2 separate regions of the Sus scrofa genome follow, and region 2 is linked to region 1. A link is a contact called in public Hi-C data. All regions are on one chromosome and are shown on one strand. The core of a region is the stretch at or near the end of the contact, and the rest is flanking DNA. Distances in the headings are between cores, read along the strand shown. Region 1 holds the start of SMARCD1 (SWI/SNF related, matrix associated, actin dependent regulator of chromatin, subfamily d, member 1). Region 2 overlaps LARP4 (la-related protein 4).

Region 1 (5,726 bases), core at 2,351-4,850:
TGCAAATGTGACTTGCCTGCCCCAGTCCCAGTGAACTCTGCCCCTCCCACTGTGTGCTGACTTCCACTAACCTCCCTGTGGTCCTCCGTTGCAGGTGACATTGGTGGCCAGATGGGGCTGTTCATCGGGGCCAGCATCCTCACGGTGCTGGAGCTCTTCGACTACGCCTACGAGGTCAGTGGGGGCGGGGCGCCCAGGCGGAGCCACTGGACGGGCAGGGTTCCAGTCGGGCCGCCACCCGCCCACCAGCCCACCTCCCTCTCAGGTCATTAAACACAAACTGTGTCGCCGCGGCAAGTGCCAGAAGGAGGCCAAACGGAGCAGCGCGGACAAGGGTGTGGCCCTCAGCCTGGATGACGTCAAAAGACACGTGAGGGAGCGAGAGCCCGGCGCCCCGCGGCCCCACCCCTTCCCCCACCACCCCGGGACCCCCCCCAGGACCACCCCCCAACCCCCCCCAGGACCACCCCCCTTGCCATCCTTTCTCCCTTGCCTCCCCCTCGCCCCAGCGCCACCTGTGGCCCTCCTAACCAGTCCCTGTCCTGTGCCATCCCCCAGAACCCATGTGAGAGCCTCCGGGGCCATCCTGCTGGGATGACGTACGCTGCCAACATCCTACCTCACCATCCGGCCCGAGGCACTTTTGAGGACTTTACCTGCTGAGCCCCGCAGGCCACTGTACCAAAGGCCTAGATGGGGAGGGCTAGGAGCGCAAGGGGGCCCCCAGTTCCCCCCAACATCTGCCCTGGGGACTCACTCCCCCCTCCCAAGGCAGCCCCCACTCCTGGGCGGTCCTCTCCTCTTGTCTGTGGTGAGGAAGGAGTCTTGACCATAGAGTCCTCTCCCTGCCTCTATCCCATTCTTTTTCTTTTTTTCTTTTCTTTAAAAAAAACAAAACAAAACAAAAAACAAAACTAATCTAAAACAGAAACTAAAAAGAGAGAATGGGGCCAGTGACCTCAGATTGCCCCTCTCTGCTCCATGCTGCCTCCCAACAGCTCCCAGCCTGAATTCCGTCTGTCCGGCTGTCTGCCATCTGAGTGTCCACCCACATTCTGCTGCCACCAGTCACCAAAGCCCCCTCCCAGTGGGGGGTGGAGGGGATCCTCGGGGCCTGCAATTTGGCCCCAAACCAGAGAATGTACCTTGAAGGGGAGGGCTAGTAGGGGGGGCTTCCCCAGCCTTAAGAGACCCTCTCAGCCCAGTGACCCCCCCCCAACCCCAAGTCTCCAGGCAGGAACCCTCCATTGTATCTGTCCCCACACCGCCACCTCACACAGTGTGACGTCTCCAGGGAGGTGGAGGTGGGGGAATCTCCAGAAGTGGAGCTGGGGACATGATGTGGCCCTGGTGCTGTAGGCCACATCCTGATACCTACAGGTTCATGTCCACCCAGAGCTGCTGGAGAGAAATCCCAAGAGGCAGCCCTCCTCCACCATCCCATAAAAGATCCAGCTGGTTGGTGTCCAGCTCAGGGAGAGGGGCACTGGTGCCTAACCTCACTGGTCCCTCTCCCGGGGCCCCTGCAGAGGGCCACATCCATAAATTTTCTTATGGAACTCTCCCAAGTCCTCTTCCGAAACTTCATTTGCTTCTCTCAACACCTTCATCTGCATTTTCTATTTCTATATGATACAGACTCTATATTGCTATATCTCTGTATATACTTTCCCTTGACTCCGTCTCTACTCCATCCCCTCTTGTCTCTAAGAACCACCCTCCCACGCCAGGCTCCCCTTTCTGTGTTTCCACCCCGTCCCTGGTCTCTGAATGCCTTCGCCTGTATAAAGAGTTGGACTCTCCCCTGGTGTCTGTACTGTGTACACACATCCCTCTAAGAAGCACAAGGAGACGACACGCGCATTGTAACCTTCGCACTGTCTCGGTGGTGACATAAAGGAAGCTGTGAATTACAAGCTCTGCCTCTTTCTGGCCTCACCCTCTCCCCCTAACCTGGGCACCCTCTGCCCTCCCTGCAGCCTTAACATTCCCTCCCTTGCTCCACCCACCCCAGTGTCCTTTGCCTGGCTGACTGTGACCTCTCCAGGGAAGGGGGTTGCTACTGAGAGAGCCCCCTCCCATGGGATGGAGATCTCTTCCGCACAATACGTCAAGGGGTGGCAAAGACAGAGGGAGCTGAGGGTTGGGGACCCCTGCAGCTGAAGCAGCAGGGTGCTGACAGGTGGCAGCTGAGGTCTTTAGTCAGTGGCCTTTCCCTCCTGGCTGCCCAGGCCCCTTTGCTCACCTAATACCCAAGCCCACCACTTATATTTTCTGGTAAGGTATGGTTTGGTAGCGGGAGGAAAGAGACAGGCCTAGAGGGGAAGTTAAAACTCTGCCGTTCTGTCCCTCCCTTCCTACTTTAATGAGAAACCTGTGAGGCCAAGGACCTGCCGTGCCTCCTCCACCAGGCGCTCCCCTCAGGCCAGAGCGCTGCCTCTTCCCAGGCCTTCTCTGCCCAGCTGTCTCTCAGTCTCCACCCCCAGAACAAGACCTGTGGCAGGTCACCTGTGCATTGACCTGGAGCTGCAGGGTGAGGCTGTAGGATCTTTGGGAACTCTGGGTTCCTGGGAACTCCTAGGAGATCAGACCTCTCCAGAGGGAAGCAGGAGCAAGGCCAAAGGGTGTGCACCAGATGGGGAACAGCAGGCAGGGCTATGGGTGACGCATGTCTCTGGTCTAATAAACTGGGTTTCAACCATCTCCTCTTCAGTGTCGTTCTTCTCTTATTTGAATAGTATGTAGGACTTCCTACTAAGAGCTGACCTTGGATTGGGGCCAATCAGGGGAGGAGTAAGGGAGCCAGAGCAGGGATACGCTGGTCCTGGGATGGGACAAGCTGACCATCACACCAGAAATGGTTTGAACCACTGGGCAGGGAAAGAGGAAGAGATCAAAGGTTAACAAAGATCCCAAAGAGAAATCCTAGTACAAAGGAGGCTTTGGAGACGGCGTGGGGTCAAACTTCAAAATATACTTAAAATCTGGAAGCAGGTTAGGTTAAAGGTCAGGGGAAAGGCTGGGTTGAAGTTCTAGCATTAGGTAGTTATTGAGGCACTTTATCTGTGGCATGAGCCCTGGGCTATGAGCCAGACCTGGATTCTAAGCCTTGGCTTTCGCGTTAACTTGCTGGTTGACTACACCGAGTCATTTCCTCTCGAGTTCACCTCTCCTGTTTGCAAAATGGAAAGGTGCGTCCTCCTCTTCGGCTCCTGGGCTTAGAGCCGGAGGAGAAGGAAAAGAAACACGCGCTTTGGAAAGTTAAAACGCCCTGCGCCCAGATGAAGCAGTTACTCCATCACCCTCTTCATCAGAGCTTTGGGACGGTGCTGTGGTCCCCCTTTCCAGGTCCTTGTCTTCCTCCCGCCGGCCTGGGGGCGCCCGCTCACGGGCCTCTCTATCCCAGAGCTCTTCTCGATGGTGTTCCCTGCCGGACCGCGAAGGCTGGAGGGAGTGGTCAGCACGCTTTTTCCGCTCGTCGCCCCCCTCTAGCCCACAGTCTCGCTGCCCTGGGCCTCCCGTGCCGGCGGGCCGGCCGGGCGGACAGGCGGGCGCGCTGGGGGCGCGCGGGGGCGGGGGGAGTTCCGGTTCCGGTTCTTTGTGCAGCTGCAGCAGCGGCTCCGGGAAAGATGGCGGCCCGGGCGGGTTTCCAGTCTGTGGCTCCGAGTGGCGGCGCCGGAGCTTCAGGCGGGGCGGGCGCGGCGGCTGCCCTGGGCCCGGGCGGGACTCCGGGGCCTCCGGTGCGAATGGGCCCGGCGCCGGGTCAAGGGCTGTACCGCTCCCCGATGCCCGGAGCGGCCTATCCGGTGAGTGGGGCAGGAGGAGGGGCGCGCGGGCCGGGGGCGGGGCCGAGCGGGGGCCTGGGAGTGACGGGGTGGGGGGAGGAGTAGGAGGGACTCCCCTGGGAGGGATTCGGTTCGCGAGGGAGGGTCGGGGGAGGCAGTGCGCGGAAGGGAGGGGAGGCGGTTAGCATCCCCACCAGCTCGTAGGGGCATTGTTTCCTTGGGGAGTCGGGGTGTAGAACCAGGGTGAACGAAGCGGGGCCAAGGGTGGGCTTGTGAGAGTTGGAGTGCAAAAAGGCTTAGGCAGCTCCAGTGCCCAGAGGAGCACAGAAGGTGTACCTGGCAAATTGAGGTCAGCTTTTGAGGAGATGGTAGCTGGCTGTGCTGTCTGAGTACTGGGAGCAGAGGAGATGTCCAATGGCAGATACAAACTAGACTGGGGAGAATTTGAGTATAATCTGCTCTCTTAGCTTTGGGCTGGAGTCCCCTGTGGGATCACAAGTGGAGCAGAGGAAGCTCCAGTGATCTATATTTCAAAGAGGTAGAGGGGTCTTCTCCCACCCCCCATGCCCCCAGCCTGGTTCGATTCAGAGAACTCAGGCTTCCCCCACTTTCCCTTTCCTGGTGGGGTTTGCAAGGGAAGCCATGACATCTCTGGGTCCTCTCCCCTCTGTAGAGACCAGGTATGCTACCAGGCAGCCGAATGACACCTCAGGGACCTTCCATGGGACCCCCTGGCTATGGGGGGAACCCTTCAGTCCGACCTGGCCTGGCCCAGTCAGGGATGGACCAGTCCCGCAAGAGACCTGCACCTCAGCAGATCCAGCAGGTCCAGCAACAGGCGGTCCAAAATCGGAACCACAAGTAAGATGACCCCAGGGTGGAGAGCGGGAGGGCGGACACAGGTGGTGGGAGTACCTCAAGCAAGAAGTGACGACGCTGTGTCAGCAGACAGTGGAGACTGTTTCGTGTTTGGTGGGGGTGGGGGGTGTCTTTGATTTGAGAGAAGCTTTGCGGTTCTTTCTCTTGACTATAAATGGAGGTGCTGACAGCCTGTCTTCATGTTCTGGCTAGTTCCATCCCAACCTGATAACAGTATTTATTCCAAACAGTGCAAAGAAAAAGAAGATGGCTGACAAAATTCTACCTCAAAGGGTGAGTCCAGGCTGTATAGGTCTTCTTGAGGGTGTGTTGAGTTGGAGAAGAGAGATGGCCAGCTCTAGATCCCAATGATACCTTTCTGTTCCTCAGATTCGTGAACTGGTACCAGAATCCCAGGCCTATATGGATCTCTTGGCTTTTGAAAGGAAACTGGACCAGACTATCATGAGGAAACGGCTAGATATCCAGGAGGCCTTGAAGCGTCCCATCAAGGTAACGCAGGAGAGTGCTAGGCAGAGAGCCAAAGGAGAGGACTCGGGAACCTTCAGCAGGCTAAGGATGAGAAATCAAAGGCATAGCGCCGCTCTCCTTGGCATTTAAATTACATCTCTCCCTTCCGCCTACAAACCGAGAATTACATTAGAAGCATAAGAACAGAACAGCTCAGGGGGAGGGGCTTTTGGTAGTTCTTGCACCAGAAATATACTCTGTTGGTGTTTTTGCTATAACTGCTCTGTCACCTTGGGAACCTGGCACCTCGCATGACTTTGTCTACCTGGCACCCCAGTGCATGCACTTGCATTTGGGCCAGTGGCCTGTGCTCTTCTAGGTGGAATCTCCGTCCACCCACCCCAGGGCCTGGGTAAATAGTAAGCCAGTCTGTTAGGAGACGTTTTGGGGTTTGGGGAGACCCTGGTCTTCAGCGTGAAACCACTGAAGCCCCACTGTCAATCCTGTTTCTGCCTTCCTCAGCAAAAACGGAAGCTGCGAATTTTCATTTCTAACACTTTCAATCCGGCTAAGTCAGATGCCGAGGATGGGGAAGGGACGGTGGCTTCCTGG
Region 2 (5,680 bases), core at 190-2,689, 210 kb after region 1:
TATTTATTCCAATCATTAAAAGGTGATGGAAGTTCATGATAGCTGAATTCTAGGGTTTCTTGACTGATTGTGTTTTTTTAAGTATTAGACATTGATAAGATCTTTGGTAAATCAGAATTTTAAAATAGAAAATGAATTAGAACCATGAACTTCAATTAGCTCATTTACCTAGCAGAATTAGAAGCTAGGGCTTTAGTTTCAGCACTCTTGTAATTATAAATTAGTACTTTAACACTGACCATATTTCTTTATCTTGATTTCTGTTAGGTAGTTCATTTGTTGAACAGGTAAGCTAGAAAGAAAAGAAAGGAAGAAAAGATACGGTCCTTCATGAGTAGCTTTTATCCTAGTTGGAGATAATCACCACTTACATACAAGAAAGAGTTTGTACTTATCCTCTCATTTTGTCCCCTGCTTAAGGCTCTTGCCCTTTAAACTCAAGCAGGACCAACTCCAAAATCTTAAATTGCACTATCCTTAAAAGGTCTTTGTCTTCCAGATAAGTCAAATAATGTTGGAGCATTCCCATTAATGAGTCACACTGACCAAACATAGTTTCTGTGTTTTTCTTGCTGGTAACCTTTTAATTTTCCTTTTTTTTTCTTTCCTGTGCCAATTGAATGACTACGTGAACATAAAACTCAAAAATTAACCGGCTCTTGTGTAGCATATTTTTATGATTTAAGACACTTCTGGGAGTTCCCATTGTGGCGCAGTGGAAACGAATCCATCTGGGAACCATGAGGTTGCAGATTCGATCCCTGGCCTCGCTCACTGGGTTAAGGATCCGATGTTGCCATGAGCTGTGGTGTAGGTCATAGATGTGGCTCGTATCCTGCATTGCTGTGGCTGTGGCATAGGCTGGCAGCTACAGCTCCAATTCAACCCCTAGCCTGGGAACCTCCATATGCCGCAGGTGTGGCCCTAAAAAGCAAAAAAAAAAAAGACACTTCTGTTATCTAGGCACTGATAGCACATTATATATTCAAAAATCAATTTTTATTTTGGTAGAAAAACAATCCAAATTTTTCTTTTGGTACACCATCTGTGGTGGTTTGAAAACATAACTCGTAAGTTCTTTGATATTCCTCCTTTCAAAAGGTTGGGCCTCTCCCCTTGAACATGGATAGTACTTGGGCACTTGTTTCTAATGAATAGAATGTGGCAGAAATGACAGTGTGGCACTTTTGAGACTAGGTCATAAAATGGCATTATGGCTTCATCCTTTCTGTCTCTCTTGGATCATTGGTTCAGGGAGAAACCAACTACCATGTCATAAGGATATTCGAGAGGCTCTAAGGAGAGATCCCTATGGCCTCGGCCAACAACTATGTGAGTTAAGCCGATTCGAAAACAGTTCCTTCAGTCCTAGTCAGGCCTTCAGATGACTGTAGCCCCTGCCAACATCTTGACTGCTACCTCATGAGGGACTTGGAGCCAGAATCAGATAGCTAAACAACGTCTGAACTCCTGACCCACAGAAACTGTGAGATAATATGTGTTTTCAGCCACTAAATTCTGGAGGTAATTTGTTATAACTGACATACCAGCATGTAATATTTTGTAGTAAAAGATTTGAAAACCTTTTTATGCCATAGATAAGCCGACCACCAATGTTTTTAGTTCTCCTAAATTCTTACTTTTTTGTTAATATTTCTTTGGACTATCTTAGACTGAGAGATAGGCATTAACATCATTGTTAGCATTTTTCTATTTCTCCAAACTTGCCATATAGTTACTGCTTTACAAGAGTTGTTGCTCTATTATTTATTGTATAGTTATTCATTACTATTATATCTTCATAGTGAATTGTAGCTTTTAGCACCATGAAATGCCCGTCTTTGTCTCACTTAATGCTTTTTTGCTTGAATGTTACCATGTCTGATATTGAGTATAATCCTTGCTTTTTAGAATTTGCATTTACCAGTACCTTTCTGTTTTTCTTTTAGGCTCTTTTATAGAGAGCCCAGAATTAGGTTCTATTTTGTGAGTCAATCGGAAAATCTTTTCTTTTAAGTGACTTAAGTCTCTTTCTTTCTCACCTATACACATACACACAACTGCTATTTCTGATGTCAATTATTCCATCTTTATAAATGCAAAATAATCCATGGTCTTCCAGAAAACAGTGTTGTTTCCTTGCTCTTTTTTTATTTGTGTGTATTTCCCTTGATATTTAGGAAAATTTTTATTTTTTGCTCTAATGATTCCCTTTATACCAGTAGTCATATAATACCTTGGTCCTCTTTTTCTTTATGAATTGACTATTAGTTTCCTGCCTGGAGCAGTAATGAACGAACTTGAAACCACCTTCTTCTCTCATCTCTGTGCCGTGCACCATCCAATTTTGGTTAATAGCATTATTTTTCTTTCTTTCTTTTTTCTTTTTCTTTTTTTTTTTTTTCGTCTTTTTGCCTTTTCTAGGGCCAGTCCTGTGGCATATGAAGGTTCCCAGGCTAGGGGTCTAATTGGAGATCGGAGCTGTAGCCGCCAACCAACACCAGAGCCACAGCAACATGGGATCCGAGCCACATCTGCGACCTACACCACAGCTCACGGCTACGCCGGATCCTTAACCCAGTGAGCAGGGCTAGGGATCGACCCCACAACCTCATGTTCCTAGTCGGATTCGTTAACCACTGAGCCACGACGGGAATCCTAGCATTCTTTTTCTTTTTTTTGTCTGTCTTTTGAGGGGCACACCTGCAGCATATGGAGGTTCCCAGGCTAGGGGTCTAATCAGAGCTGTAGCCGCTGGCCTACACCACAGCCACAGCAACACCAGATCTGAGCCTCATCCATGACCTACACCACAGCTCACGGCAACTCTAGATCCTTAACCTACTGAGCAAGGCCAGGGATCGAAACCGCAACCTCATGTTCCTAGTCAGATTCGTTTCCACTGCACCACGATGGGAACTCCAGCATTATTTTCCTTAATATTATTCTTGTCATCAAACCAATTAAGTTTTGGTTTATAATATTCATTGTTTATTTTTGTTTATTTCTTTTTATGTCTGCACCTGAAGCATATGGAAATCATAGTCTTAACCCACTGGGCTGCAGCAGGAACTGCCAGCTGTTCACTTTATTTATTTAATTAATTTATTTATTTTTGCTTTTTAGGGCCACACCTGTGGCATATGGAATTTCCCAGGCTAGGGGTCAAATCGGAGCAGCAGTTGCTGGCCTACACCACAGCCACAGCAAGCAGGATCCGAGCCATGTCTGTGACCTATACCACAGCTCACAGCAATGCCTGATCCTTAACCCACTGAGCAGGGCCAAGGATTGAACCCTGAACCTACATCCTCATGGATCCTTGTTGGGTATTTAACCCGCTGAGCCACAATGGGAACTCCCCAACTGTTGACTTTAAATGACATTCTTTAACTCCCACATTTAACCTGTTAGACAATCAGTGAGATTATTCTACTTTTTTCTTTCTCTCCCTCACGGTTTTTTTTTTTGTTTTTTTGTTTTTTTGTTTTTTGTCTTTTGTCGTTTTTGTCTTGTTTTGTTGTTGTTGTTGTTGCTATTTCTTGGGCCGCTCCTGCGGCATATGGAGGTTCCCAGGCCAGGGGTTGAATCGGAGCTGTAGTCTCCAGCCTACGCCAGAGCCACAGCAATGTGGGATCCGAGCCGCGTCTGCAACCTACACCACAGCTCACGGCAACGCCGGATCGTTAACCCACTGAGCAAGCGCAGGGACCGAACCCGCAACCTCATGGTTCCTAGTCGGATTCGTTAACCACTGCGCCACGATGGGAACTCCTTATTTACTATTCTTATTCCCACTTTTGTTTTAGTCATATATAAGTAAATATATTCTGTGCACACCACTAGTATCTTTGCTGAAGTTTTCTAAGTCCTTTCTTAGTTGCTTGTAGTTTGTCCTCAGAAAAGACTCATGAGCATAATTATCCCAGATGTTGATCACACTGAAAACTTTTTTCTTTTTTTTTTTTTTTTTTTTTCTTTGTCTTTTTGCCTTTTCTAGGGCCACTCCCGTGGCATATGGAGGTTCCCAGGCTAGGGGTCTAATCAGAGCTGTAGCCACCAGCCTACGCCAGAGCCACAGCAATGCCAGATCCAAGCCGTGTCTGCGACCCACAACACAGCTCACGGCAACGCCAGATCCTTCACCCACTGAGCAAGGCCAGGGATCATACCCGCAACATCATGGTTCCTAGTGGGATTCGTTAAACACTGCGCCACGACGGGAACTCCCTGAAAACTTTTTTCTATAGCCTTGCTATTTATGGGACAGTTTGTCTGCATTTAAAATCCTTGGTCCAGGAGTTCCCGTTGTGGCTCAGCAGGTAACAAACCTGACTAGCATCCATGAGGACTTAGGTTCCATCCCTGGCCTCACTCAGTGGGTTAAGGATCCAGCATTGCCGTGAGTTGTGGTGTAGGTTGCAGACGGTGCTTGGATCCCACATTGCTGTGGCTCTGGCAGGGGCCAGCAACTACAGCTCTGATTTGACCCCTAGCCTGGGAGCCTCCATATGCCATGGGTGCAGCCCTAAAAAGACAGAAAGATGAAAAAATCCTTGTCCACCTTTTTTGCCTTGATTATATTGTAGATGTTGTGTTACTATTCTATGGCTTTGAATATTGCTGAGAACTCCGATGCCAAATTGGTTTTCTGTCCGTAGAAAATGACTTGGTCTTCCTGCGAGAAGCACAGGTCATTTTTTTTCCCCTTGTATTAAAGTATTTTAATTTCTTGGGATAAATCTAAGATTGACCGATTTAGGTCTATTTAACTTGGTGAATGGTGTGCCTTTTCAATGGGTAGATTCAGGTCTTCTCCCCTCCACACTCCTCCCCCAATAAAAGTGTTATTAAATCATAGTTATAAATATTAATTCTATTCCATTATGTTGATTTTCTTCAACAAGGCATTCAGAAATATGTATGTTGGATGTTTGTCTGATTTCTAGATTTTCTCTTTGATCCTTTTAAGCTCTTTGTTCTGCTTTTTTTTTTTTTTTAATCTTTTTGCCATTTCTTGGACCGCTCCGGCAGCATATGGAGGTTCCCAGGCTAGGAGCCGAATCGGAGCCGTAGCCGCCAGCCTACACAAGAGCCACAGCAACTCCGGATCCGAACCACGTCTGCAACCTACACCACAGCTCACAGCAACACCAGATCCTTAACCCACTGAGCAAAGCCAGGGATTGAACCCGCAACCTCATGGTTCCTAGTCAGATTCATTAACCACTGAGCCACGACGGGAACTCCTGTTCCGCTTTTCTTATTTCCATCCTCTGTGTCCTATATATTTGGTCCTAGCGGCTCTTTTTTGTTGTTTTAGGTTGCATTCCCTGGCACGCAGACTTTGAGACAGATACCTGTATGCATGAAGTTTACTGAAGAGTATCCTTGGAATCAACACCTGTGGCCTGTGACCACATTTAGGAAGAAAGATTGGACAGAAGGAGGTGCTGAGCTACAGGTTAGTGATATGCTGGTGGATGTTTAACAACCAGTTCTGGGGGTGGGGGGTGCAGAGCCCTGATTTGTAGCCTTTTCCAGCATGTAAATATTTCATCATGACCAATTTTAAGCTACCAACATACCATCCCCTGAACATGGCTCTGGGAGGAAATGCATAGTAACACCCACACAGATAACAATAGATGTAAATCCTCAGGGGCATAGAAGAAATAGT

Evidence for each region. Hi-C and Micro-C count contacts between places; a contact is called where the count stands out from the background.
Region 2: a Hi-C map of retroperitoneal adipose tissue shows a contact between it and region 1, with 3 times the contacts expected there. The contact joins the enhancer-like site here to the promoter of SMARCD1 in region 1. A contact is called at or near these places in 3 of 5 promoter capture datasets (fetal liver, fetal skeletal muscle and liver), 19 of 47 Hi-C or Micro-C datasets (adipose tissue, alveolar macrophages, embryonic fibroblasts and 11 more) and 2 of 2 datasets of contacts at active chromatin or transcription factors (alveolar macrophages and skeletal muscle).

The regions. Positions count from the first base shown.
Region 1 is chr5:15,989,178-15,994,903 of Sscrofa11.1, forward strand. It overlaps SMARCD1 (SWI/SNF related, matrix associated, actin dependent regulator of chromatin, subfamily d, member 1), which reads left to right and starts at 3,601. Exons shown (of 13, transcript NM_001244613.1): 1 at 3,601-3,806; 2 at 4,459-4,646; 3 at 4,895-4,937; 4 at 5,034-5,156; 5 at 5,637-5,726. The coding sequence starts at 3,630. ASIC1 (acid-sensing ion channel 1) reads left to right here. Exons shown (of 12, transcript XM_021091640.1): 10 at 95-174; 11 at 266-370; 12 at 559-2,114. The coding sequence ends at 663.
Region 2 is chr5:16,204,377-16,210,056 of Sscrofa11.1, forward strand. LARP4 (la-related protein 4) reads left to right here. Exons shown (of 16, transcript XM_021091648.1): 2 at 5,324-5,464. The coding sequence starts at 5,369. Among named protein-coding and RNA genes, the nearest start is that of LARP4, 30 kb to the left of the region's middle. Within about 2 kb of position 1,440, at least 6 of the 83 cell types and tissues checked have an H3K27ac peak or open chromatin away from gene starts, as enhancers often do. A contact at or near this core is called in adipose tissue, retroperitoneal adipose tissue and subcutaneous adipose tissue, where this site is marked.